Regions from separate parts of the Mus musculus genome. Here region 1 is linked to region 2. Evidence: chromatin contacts called from public HiChIP or PLAC-seq data. All regions are on one chromosome and are shown on one strand. Each heading gives the region's core, a stretch centred on a gene start, on an enhancer-like site or on the middle of the called end of the contact. The rest is flanking DNA. Distances are from core to core; before and after follow the strand shown.

Region 1 (5,114 bases), core at 1,372-3,871, 250 kb before region 2:
CTAGGCCCAGAGGCTGCTGCTGTGTGGGTGTTTCTAGGTACTTTCTACAAGGCATGTGGTAGATTTTCTTAGGACACACTAGGAACTCAGTAGGAAAAAACAAACATGAAGGAGAATGTTTAAAGACAGGGGCTAGCCTGGTGTGGTAAGGGAGGCAGAAGCAGTCAGATCTCTGTAAGTTCGAGGTCAGCCTGGTCTACAGAGCAAGTTCCAGAACAGCCAGGGCTACACAGAGAAACCCTGTCTCAAAGGGAACAAAACAAAACAAAACAAAACAGGGATGTCTAGGCTGGGAAGATGGCAAGAGGATGAAAATTTGATCCCCAGAAACTATGTAGTAAGCCATGTGCCTTGCTTTTGTTAATCCTGGAGCTGACAGGACACTGGCAGGCCAATCCCTTCATTACCCGGGCTGGTCCCTTGGGCTTGGTAACCAGCTGCCAGTCCAACTGGTCAGCAAGCTCCAGGTTCAGTGAGAGACCCTGTCCCCCAAACAAGATGCAGAGTGACGCAGGGAAAACCATGGTAGACAGAGCCTCTGCTGTAATACCTGAGATTGACCTCTGGCCTACACACATACATATGCACACGCGCATGTACTCACACACATTCACATGCAGGGAGAAAGAGAGATGAAAGAAGAGGGAGGCTGTAATGGTATTTGCCTCCTGAGCCCAGTGACCCAAGAATCCTCAGAATTGTGTGAGAGCTGGACTCTCCTCTGACATCCACATACATATGTGCACTGATACACAAAAATGCTTAACACGCATAGTGGTGCACACCTTCAATCTCAGCCCTTAGGTCAACCTGGTCTACACAGAGAATTCCAGCATAGCCAGGGCTACATAGACAGACCTTGTCTCAAAACAACAATGAAGTATGTGTAGACACATACACAAAAATAGATAAATGAATATATCAAAAAGAAAAGAACACTCCCCCTTTCTGAGACCTGATCTTCTTGCCCTGTCTCTTGTGTGCTGGACCACAGCCACAGGCCTGCTTCACCCCGTTTCTCTAAGCACTTCTGGGAATTGAACCCAGGGCTTCCTGAATGTGAAGCAAGCTCTCTAGCAACTTAGCTCTACTGCCAGCCCAGCCTTTTCTTTTTAACCTGAGAACTTACTGCCTTTGTATGGATTGAAAGCAACATTTCAGGACCTTGGTACCTGTGTCATCCTGGGTTAAGGAACCTCAAAGAAACAGCTGTACAACTTTTCAGAGCCTTTATTTATAATTTATACTTTTGAGGTTTAAAAACATTTACTTAATTGTGGATGTGTGTGTGTCTGTGTGTCTGTGTGCTGGCGCATGCATGTCATGGGATGCCTGTTGAGGTCAGAGGATAACTTGCAGGAGTAGATAGATTCTCTCCTTTCACCAGGGGATGCAACTTACATCTTGCCGGGGGCAAGAGCCCTTACCCTCAGAGTCACTTTCTGGAAGCAGAAACTCACCTGCATTTGTCTCCTGAGGGCTGGAATTAAAGATGTGCACCATCACAGCCAGACTGCAATTCATCTTACTGCAAATAAATTTGCAATCCCATTATTCTGTGGAAAAGCCTAAGCCCAGGGGTAGCTGAAATCTCCTGGAAATGATTCCCTCAGGGCCCAGCCCACAGACCCCACACGGCCAGCAAGTGTTGGTAGAGCCAGGCTGGTTTCTCCACTCTTTTCTTGTCTTGCTCTTCTTGACCTTGAACTCTGGGGCTTCCTGTCTCTATCTCCCAGATGCTAGGATTACAATAGTAAACTACCACACCTGGCTCCAACCTGCCCTTTTTACTTAGAAAGAAAAAGGAACTCTTAGTGTAAGGAAATGGGCTTCCACATCAATTTAGCGTGTGGGTGTGTTTTCTGGGACCTGATCCTTGGCCAGCCCTTGCTGGTGTGGACCTGAAGCCACTGGGAGGGAAGTTCAGGAATAGGGGGAGAGAGAGAATGAGAGAGAGAGTCAGAGTCAAGGGGACTCTTGGGGGAGGGAACTCTTGGGCTAAGACCTGAAGGAGGGCCGGGAGTCCTTCAGCTAAAGCAGGGAGTTTCTGGGGAGTACACGGCAAGGGCAAAATTTGGGATACCATAACCAAAATACTGGAACTAGGGATGTGACTAGTTGGTAGTATTCACGAAGCCCTGAGTTCAATCCCCCAAACTATGAAAATCCCAGATACAGGGTTCTGGGGAAAGCTGGGGCGTTCACACTCTTAGGAGTCGATGCCTGAGGCACTTTGCCTTTTTGCAGCCATTTCCTAGATTGAAGGTTGAGTTAAGGCTGTGTCTTCTTGAGTTGGAAGTTCACTCGCTCACCCCAAGGTGCCTGCCTATCCTATGTCTAAGCAGCTCAGGGTTTGGTGAGCATAGAATTTGGATAAGGCCAAGTGTCTGGGTCACTCCCGTCACTCCACATCATTGACTCCTAAGGAAGGGGGGGCGTCATTCCTGTCTCCCCCAAGGGGACTGCTGGCAGTCTGGAGCGAGCCTGCCCTGGCTGCCTTTCCTTGCTCCATCCGTGATGTGATAGCTCCTTATCTCTGTTGTGTCTTGCGGCTGGCTAGGGGGCTTCTTAATCTATAGCTGGGCTGGGGCTGGCCAAGGTAGCTGTGGGCTCCCCTTTGCCCTGGTCCTTGCTCCCAAGGCCCCTGCTGGCCCAGAGCTGCAAAAGCACTCCTGACTCTCCACGCACCCTCCTGACTTTGCGGGTACACACAGACTTGGGCATTCCTGAGGGCTTGCAGACTGGCACCCATATGGTACTAAGTCAGCTTCTTGGGTCTCCTGAGTCTAAGCTGTCGGGTGCACCGTGTGACCAGAGACCTCCCAGGAGGGCTGACTGTATGGTGGAATGCTGCTGTGGGCACCCAGGATGCTGTGCGCCCTGGTCCTCTGCAGTGGTCTGAGGCCTGTCACTCCTTTGGGTTGGTGTACAGGGTTGGGTTCCAACTGTCATCTTATCCCAACATCACTAGGGTTTGGTAGACTCCAGATCTCTTCTGCAATCAACAAGGCTAGGCTGGGCCAGGTCAGGACCCTGCTGGTGGGGCAGACACTTGGAGACCAAGAGGAAGACATCTTAGTGGCTAGCCGTGTGGTCCCAGGTAGCATCCCCTCATCCAAGCCTTGCTCAGCTTTACTGACTTCAGCTAGTCTTCTGAGAAACGAGGTCAGGTGGCTGTGCTCTAAGTTTAAAGTTGCTCCTCAGAATAAGGAGGTAGCTCAGCTGACAGAGTGCCTACCTCACTAGGTTCAGTTGCTAGCATTGAGCAAACTGGACATGATGGAGCATGCCACTCCCTAGTGTGAGCGATGGAAACAGAAGGATCAGAAGTTCAAGGCCATCCTTGCCTATACAGTGCTAGGCCAGCCTAGGTTCAATGAAGCTTTGCCTCAAAATAAAACAAGCTGCTTCTGTTAGTCTCTCTCTGCCCCAGCTGTGACCAGAAACCCCAAGCCCCTTCTTTTCCTGGACCCTCACTGTGTATCCAGGAGACACGTCTGGCTTCAGGGTCACTCACCCAAATGCTGAGAGAAATGTCAGCCCAGAGTCTTGGGCCACACTAAGGGTGGTTGGTGAAAGTTGGGTATTGATCTCTGTACATAGGGACAGATGAACTAAGTTTGTCCTGTTTGGACCCAGATCCCAAACTGACTTCTTTATTTAGGACTTCAACCCTGGAGAGTGCAGGGCTGGGATTCATATCATATTAGGTCAGCCTCCTGAGTATGCCTGGAATCTAAGCTGCCCGGGATGGGGGTGGGGGTGGGGGTGAGGGTGGGGGTGGGATGTGACCATCTCTTTCCCAGGTGGACTGGTTATAAGGGGGTGACTCTGTGGTCAGGCTGTGGATTTTGGGAGGTCCTCTTCCCAGTGGAGCCATAAAGTAGCTCAGCTCATAATTGATGGCTGGTATCTGACAATATGCTCCTAATCATGAATGTGCGCTCATCCTGACGGCCCTAGTCAGCCTAACTTCTGTGACCTTGGAAATCCTTCCTTCCGCCTTTGGTCTGTAATCTCCCCTCTCACCCAGGCCTCCCTAGCGCTCTGCCTGCTGCCTGGGGACTCCTTCCTCATGTCTCCCTTTCCTCCCCCATATCAAGCCCCATGCAATCTTCTTTCTAAACTTTGTTCCCTACCTCAGTGACTTATGAATTATCCACCAGCCTCTAGAAAGACTAGGAGCAGCAGCTGGAGATGCAGCTTGGTTGGTAGAACTTGTCTCTTACTCACAGTGCCCTGGATCCCAGTCTCAGCACTGCATAAATCAGACATGTAATCCGAGCACCTAGTAGGTGGGAACAGGAACAGAAGGTTATCTTCGGCTGCACAAAGAGTTTGGGGGCAGCCTGGGCTACATGAGATCCTGCCTCAAAAGAAGAGAAGGGGCCAGAGAGTAGACAGGGCTGGAGACATGGCTCAGAGGTTTGCAGAGGTCTTGGGTTTGGTTCCCAGCACCCGTGTGTTGTCTCACAACCACAACCACCACTCTAGTTCCAAGCAACATGACACCTTTTTCTGACCTCAACAGGAGCGAGACACATATGGTGCCCATACACACATGCAGGACACGCATACATGAAATAACAAATAAGTCTGAAGGAGGAAGAGGAGGAGGAGAGAGAGGAGGAGGAAGATGAAAAGGAGGAGGAAGAAGAGAAGGAAGAGAAGGAGGAGGAAGAGGAGGAGGAAGAGGAGCAGCAGCAGCTGCTGCTGTTACTGCCACCACTTTCTGGGCCATAGGCCCTTCAGACTAGACCAGTACAAAATGTGAGCTGCAGTTTTGGCTGGGGTTAGAGCCAGGGCTGACTCAGTCTAAAGCTCCATGCTGAACTTCAGGCTCAGGGAGACCTTATTTCAGAAACATAAGATGCAGAAATGATTGAGGAAGACACCCTGAGGTTGATCCTTGGCCTTCACACTCACCCACATAGGCACACAAGCACAGCAACACAGACCAGCACACCTGCAGGCACATGTGCACAGTAGGCATATCTGCTTGTCTCCCAGTCGTGTCTTAGTTTTTGTTGCTGCGATAAACACCGTGACCAAAAGCAACTTAGGGGGAAATGAGTTTGTTTGGATTCCATTTCCAGGTCACAATCCATCATTGA
Region 2 (5,719 bases), core at 3,002-5,501:
ACTTCTGATCCTTCTGCCTGTACCTCACAGACACTGGGATTACAGGGACATACCACCACACCCCCTTCTGCCTCACTGGGGACTGAAGACAAGGCCTCAAGCATGCAAGACAGGCATTAGATTGACTGAGCTCCAACGGCTTCACCCTGGCTTTTCTACATGGTTTCTGGGGAATCAAACTAGGGTCCTTGTGCTTGTATGGCACATTACCAACCCAGTGGACCCTCTGGCCCAGCAATGATGTGTAAGTAAGAGGATCATGAAAGACTCTTCCTGTGGCTCAAAGCAGGCACAGTCATAAAGAGTCAGCCACATGAATTCCCCTGGGGTGGGGGTGGAACTGGGCAAAGGATCTAAAAGGGTCCTGCTGGGCCAGGTCAAGAAGCAATAACAGAAGGACCAGGGTGGTGCCTCAGTTGTTAGATTGATGTGCACAAAGCTCTGGGTTCCATCCCCAGCACTGCGTAAGCCAGGAGAAGTTGAGCATACCATATAATCCCAGCACTCCAGAGATGGAGGCAGGAGGTTCAAGGTCATCCTTGGCTATACAATCTCAGAGGCCAGCATAGGATACCAGAGCATTCTGCATGATATTTGAAGACTTTAGTGCTAATATTTTTTGCAAGGTGTGTGTGTGTGTGTGTGTGTGTGTGTGTGTGTGTGTGTGTGTTCCATGCACATGTGGAGTTCAGAAAACAATTGCAGGAGGCAGTTCTCTCCACCAAGTGAGTCCAGGGATCAAACTCGGGCCATCAGGCTTCACAACATTTAACTACTAAAGGCATTTCACTGGCTCACCCCTCAGCTCTTCTCCTCCATGCTCAGTCCTAGGGGTGTCGGTTGCCACCCATGTACGATGATTTATCATGTGGTATATAAGGGAACCCCAAGGAACACATGAAGGTGGCTATGTTGACCTCAGCCCCAAGCCCTGTCAAGTGCAACCTCTACTCACTGCCAGCATTGGCTTCTCCAGAACCCTTAGAACCTCCCTTACCGACCTTCTGTTGTTCTTTCTTAGACCCACGGGGTCTTTCTCTGCCTCTTCACCTGTGACTGTCCTGTCCATTGAGTAGTGGAAGAGTTCACTTCTGGAGATCACCCCATTAACTGACCATGTTCTCACTTAGGTGACAAAGTCAACCTCATCCTGGACCTCTTGGTCCACCTAGAGTGTCTTATTTATCCTCAAAATGTCAGCAAGACCCACTGACTCCCTAGCTACCCTATGGCCGTCTTTGGGGTCAATTCCACCAGCTGGGATGAGCTCAGCAGAGAGCAGAGTGAGGTGGGGTTGAGTGGGAAGAGGGAAGAGAGAAGTAAGGATGGAGAGGAAGCAGGGGACAGGAGGAGGAAGAGGGAAGGAAACAGAGGGAGAAAACTGGAGGGAAAGAGAAGATTGTAAGATGCTTTAGTTGGTAAAGCATTGACTTAATGGTCATGAGGATCTGAGCTTGACCCCAGAACCCACATAAAATAAAAGCAAGAACAGCTGGTGTGAGAGCACTTGACTGTAAGCCCAGGGCAAGGGTGTGAGTGCATGCACCCACTGCTGAGGTGGTGAAGACAAGGGGATTCCCAAAGTTCTGGTAAATCCAGCCTTTCATGTCAGTCTCTTGTGTCCTACTATTTACCAAGAAACAATCATCCTGCCCACTTCTGCAGCTTTCTGGGTCACTGGCCCTGACATGTTCCTGTCCCGTGTGGGGTTCAGGAGTTATCATGAATTCCCAGCTTTGGGGACTGAACTAGTTACTTTTCTGTTGTTGTGATAAAACACTGTGACCAAGGCAACTTATAGAAGGGAGGGTTTATTTGGTCTTCATATGCAGAGGGAGGAGAATATATCACGATGGGGAATTGTGGCAGCAGGCAGGCATGGTGGATGGATCTGGGTGCTGAGGGCTTACATCTTGAGCTACAAGTAAGAACCAGAGAGGGAACTGAGAAGGCTTCAAGGTTTGAATCCCCAAAGCCCATCCTTAGTGATGCTTCCCCCCAACCCTGCCCAAACAGCGCCACAACTGGTAGCCAGGTGTCCAAGGTGCTAGAGACTATGGAGAACATCTCTCTCAAGTCACCCCAGGAACCCAGCGGGAACCTGTGATCTTTTCAGTTCTAACTGCCTGTCATACTAGAGCCACACTTCAAGTCAAAGTGGCCAGATGATGTTGGCAGGAGGCTGATAAAGGGTACAGCCCAGGAGCCCACATGAAATGTCCCTGTGATGTACTGGAAACAGGGCGTCACTTTCATAGTCCATGTCACCTGCAGCCAGCTGCCACCATAGACAGCAGCCCAAGGGGACTATGCAGTGACGCCACCTACACTTGGCCTGAGTACACGAAGGGACATCAAGGGCTAAAGGAATGCAAGGGCAGAGATGCATAAATGGAGGAATGGGTTGCTGGCCATGTCTAGGAAAGAAGGTAGAGACTGGAGCAAGGTGTTTCTCAAGGGGCTCGTCAGACAACCCCAACAATAAGTAGTGCTGAGGATAGGTTGTCCTCAGGACCAAATGACACCTGTAATCCCAGAACCTCACCACTCTGAATGCCTTCTGTTTCCTGTCCTCCCACCTCTCCATCCCACGGTGGTGAGGGATACGCTCCAAGCAGCAGACAATGTACACTTCTGCGTAGCTTCGGGAGAAGGTCATGTGTGCAGGCGGGATTTACATCAACTTGACACAAGCTCAAGTCATTTGGGAAAAGAGAACCTCAATTGAGAAACTGCCCCCAAAGGATTAGCCTGTGGGTGAGCCTCTGGGGCATATTCTTGAATGATGATTGATATGAGTATGGACAGTTCACTTTGGGTGGCGCCACCCCTGTCCTGGTGGTCCTGTGTGCTATAAGAAGGCTGACTGAGCAAAACATAGGAAGCAAGCCAGCAGGGAGTGCCCTCCATGGCCTCTATGTCAGTTCCTGCCTCCACAATTCTGCTGTGAGTTCTTGCTCTAACCGCCTTTGATAATGGTTTGTGGTATGAAATTATAAGTTGAAAAAACCCCTTTCTTTTCCAAGTTGCTTTTGGTCATGGTGTTTTATCTCAGTAATAGAAACCCTAAGTAAGACATCAGTAAGAGAGGTGTTTGTCACCAGCTGATGTGCACCTTGTAGGGAAAAACGCTCCTTACCCACCATCAGTGGGAACCAGGAAAGGCTTGCCAAAGGGCCTGTCATAATACCCTCAGCCTGGGGCTCCATGACAAAGGGACAGCCAGATAGAGATGTCACCAATGTCTTGTTGCCAGACCTGAATTGAGTTGAGCTGTCCCTATACCAAGAAAACCTGGAGCCCCTGTGAGATGTGAAGGGGATACTGGACAGCACAGGGATGAGACTTGAACTGTTGGCCATGGGGTGCAAGAAGGTGAGCTGGGAGGGTCCCCAAGGTTCTGGAGAATGGGGAAGGGCAGGCCAATGGCAAATCAGGAAGACTTAGAACAGCAAGAGGTAAGGTAAGGAGAGATGCTGGATAGGAGTGGTCCTCCCTATACCTGCAGTGCTATGACCCTTTGTCAAGGGCAGGCAATGCAGAATGGTGAAGGGCTACTCTCCCAGGGCTGCACTGTTTTGAATACATACTGCACACTGCAATGTATACCACACTGACCACCAGACTACACATGTGCACACAAACTTCATATACACACAGCACCTGTGTACATTGATCACACAATACACAGACCAATTACATATATATATATATATATATATAGAGAGAGAGAGAGAGAGAGAGAGACTATACTTATACACTTAAAATGGACCCAAGAACACATACTTCATAGATTCATAGATTATATACACATATATTCACTGCACACACAGCATATCAATGCTTAGAACACCGTATACAGAGTGTACACACACTGCACATACACAAAGTACACATGTGCATAGAATACAGATCACATATACAACACACATCATTTACACAAGCCTGGGATTCTATACCCACTTGACAGATGAGAACTCCAGACATGTCTAAACAGTGCTGTGGGTGAGCCGTGAGGCTGAGGCTAGAGCTCCCAGACTTCTAGTGTTAGCTGCTTTGCCCTTTGCTGTGAATAAACACCTGAAAAAGCAGCCTTGGGGAGGAGGAGTTTGGTTTCTGTCAACTTGATACAAATGCAAACATATCCGGAAGAGGGAATGTCAGATGAAAACTTGTCTCCATCAGATTGGCTTGTAGGCAAGTCCTTGGGGACTTTTTTTTTTTTGATTAACAATTGATATAGGAGGGCCCACCCCTCTGTGGGTGGTGCATCCCTGTGCAGGTGGTTCTGGGTGGAGTAAGAAAGCAGTGGAAGAAGGCAGTAAGCAGCATTTTCCATGCCCTTTGCTTCCAGGCTCCCGCCTTGAGTTCTTGCCCTTACCCACTTTGTGGTAGATGGCAATAGGAGGTAAGCCCTTCACTCTGCAAGTTGCTTTTGTCTGTAGTCTCCATTGCAGTGATAGAAACTTACCTGAGACCCATTTATTTTGACTCACAGTTTGAGAGGATACAGTTCACCGTGTCTGGGACCTGTAGCAGGAGCTTTGAGGCATCTGGCCACATAGCATCCATAACAGACAGGAGCAGAGAGATATGGATGCTGGCGCTCAGCTCACTGTCTCCCTTTGTTTAACACAGTACCCCAGTCCAAGGAATGATACTGCCCACAGTTAAGATGGCTCCTCAGTTAACCCCACCTGGACACTCTCTCAGAAATCTGTTTCCACAGAAGTCTAGATTCTGTCAAGTTGACAATGAGCACCAACTGTCACTCCTGGGTTGTCCCGCTGTATACTCTGTGGCATCTCTGAGGATTAGGGAACCCAGCAAAAGAGGGGTTCGTTCACAAAAGTGGCCTGTGGTAGTAAGACTTGATTCCCAGCTGTCTGGATATCCCCTAAGCTATCTGCAAAGCTTGCTGAAGGCCCCTGGCCTCAAAAATCCACTGTGAACTCAGATGCCAATGCCCTATTTGACATGGCACAGTGCTGTGTGATTGCTTTAAAGTGGTGTATTTGTACTGGCAGGGGCAGGCGGTCACTCATGCCTGGCACAGCTGCCCTCAGTTTCTTTCATCAAAGGTGAAGCAAGACTCTGTCCAGGTAGTCCAAGAAATAGAAAGACCAGCACAGGCATGAGACACTCAGTCTGGCCCTGCTGTGTGTGCCTCCCTGGCTTCCTGGTGAGCCCTAGGCTACCGACACCACCCATGGTTTGGGATTCCATGGGCACTGGTGAGAATGGGCCTTACCTGCTGTCTTGCATCCCAGTTGAGGTTCACATGGAGAAGAGGCAGGTCTGAAGCTAGCCTTGGGCTTGTCCCCTCTGCAAGCCCTTGGGACTGAGGTCACCATTGCAAACACTTCTAATGCCATCTTACAACTTGGTGAGTCTTTAATCACAAGTTATAATGGCTGCTTCAGGTGTTTACCCCATTCACAGCTTACACCTCCCATGAAACAAGGGGAAACCTGTAAAGTCGTTTATACACAATAGAATACTGCTCAACTCAAGTACGAGTATGCCTGACCTGATGGGTATATGGCCCAGGGTAGCCTTGAGTGCAGCCCAACACAAAAGTATAAACTCACTTCAAACCTTCTGAGACTCTTTGTGTGTGTGAAAAAATGTTAAAATTGTGTGTGTGTGTGTGTTTGTGTCTGTGTGTGGCCTACATTAATGTCTATGCACCACATGTGTGTACACATGTGCGTAACAC

The links. HiChIP or PLAC-seq counts read pairs in DNA pulled down with a chosen protein or histone mark.
Region 1: an H3K27ac HiChIP or PLAC-seq map of embryonic stem cells shows a contact between it and region 2, with 5 times the contacts expected there. The contact joins two enhancer-like sites. A contact is called at or near these places in 1 of 484 Hi-C or Micro-C datasets (nephron progenitors), 4 of 115 datasets of contacts at active chromatin or transcription factors (embryonic basal ganglia and embryonic stem cells) and 1 of 9 other capture datasets (embryonic stem cells).

Annotation. Positions count from the first base shown.
Region 1 is chr1:119,395,513-119,400,626 of GRCm38.p6, reverse strand. No RefSeq gene overlaps it. Among named protein-coding and RNA genes, the nearest start is that of Inhbb, 24 kb to the left of the region's middle. Within about 2 kb of position 2,621, at least 10 of the 459 cell types and tissues checked have an H3K27ac peak or open chromatin away from gene starts, as enhancers often do. A contact at or near this core is called in embryonic stem cells, where this site is marked.
Region 2 is chr1:119,146,208-119,151,926 of GRCm38.p6, reverse strand. No RefSeq gene overlaps it. Among named protein-coding and RNA genes, the nearest start is that of Gm41934, 22 kb to the right of the region's middle. Within about 2 kb of position 4,251, at least 4 of the 459 cell types and tissues checked have an H3K27ac peak or open chromatin away from gene starts, as enhancers often do. A contact at or near this core is called in embryonic stem cells, where this site is marked.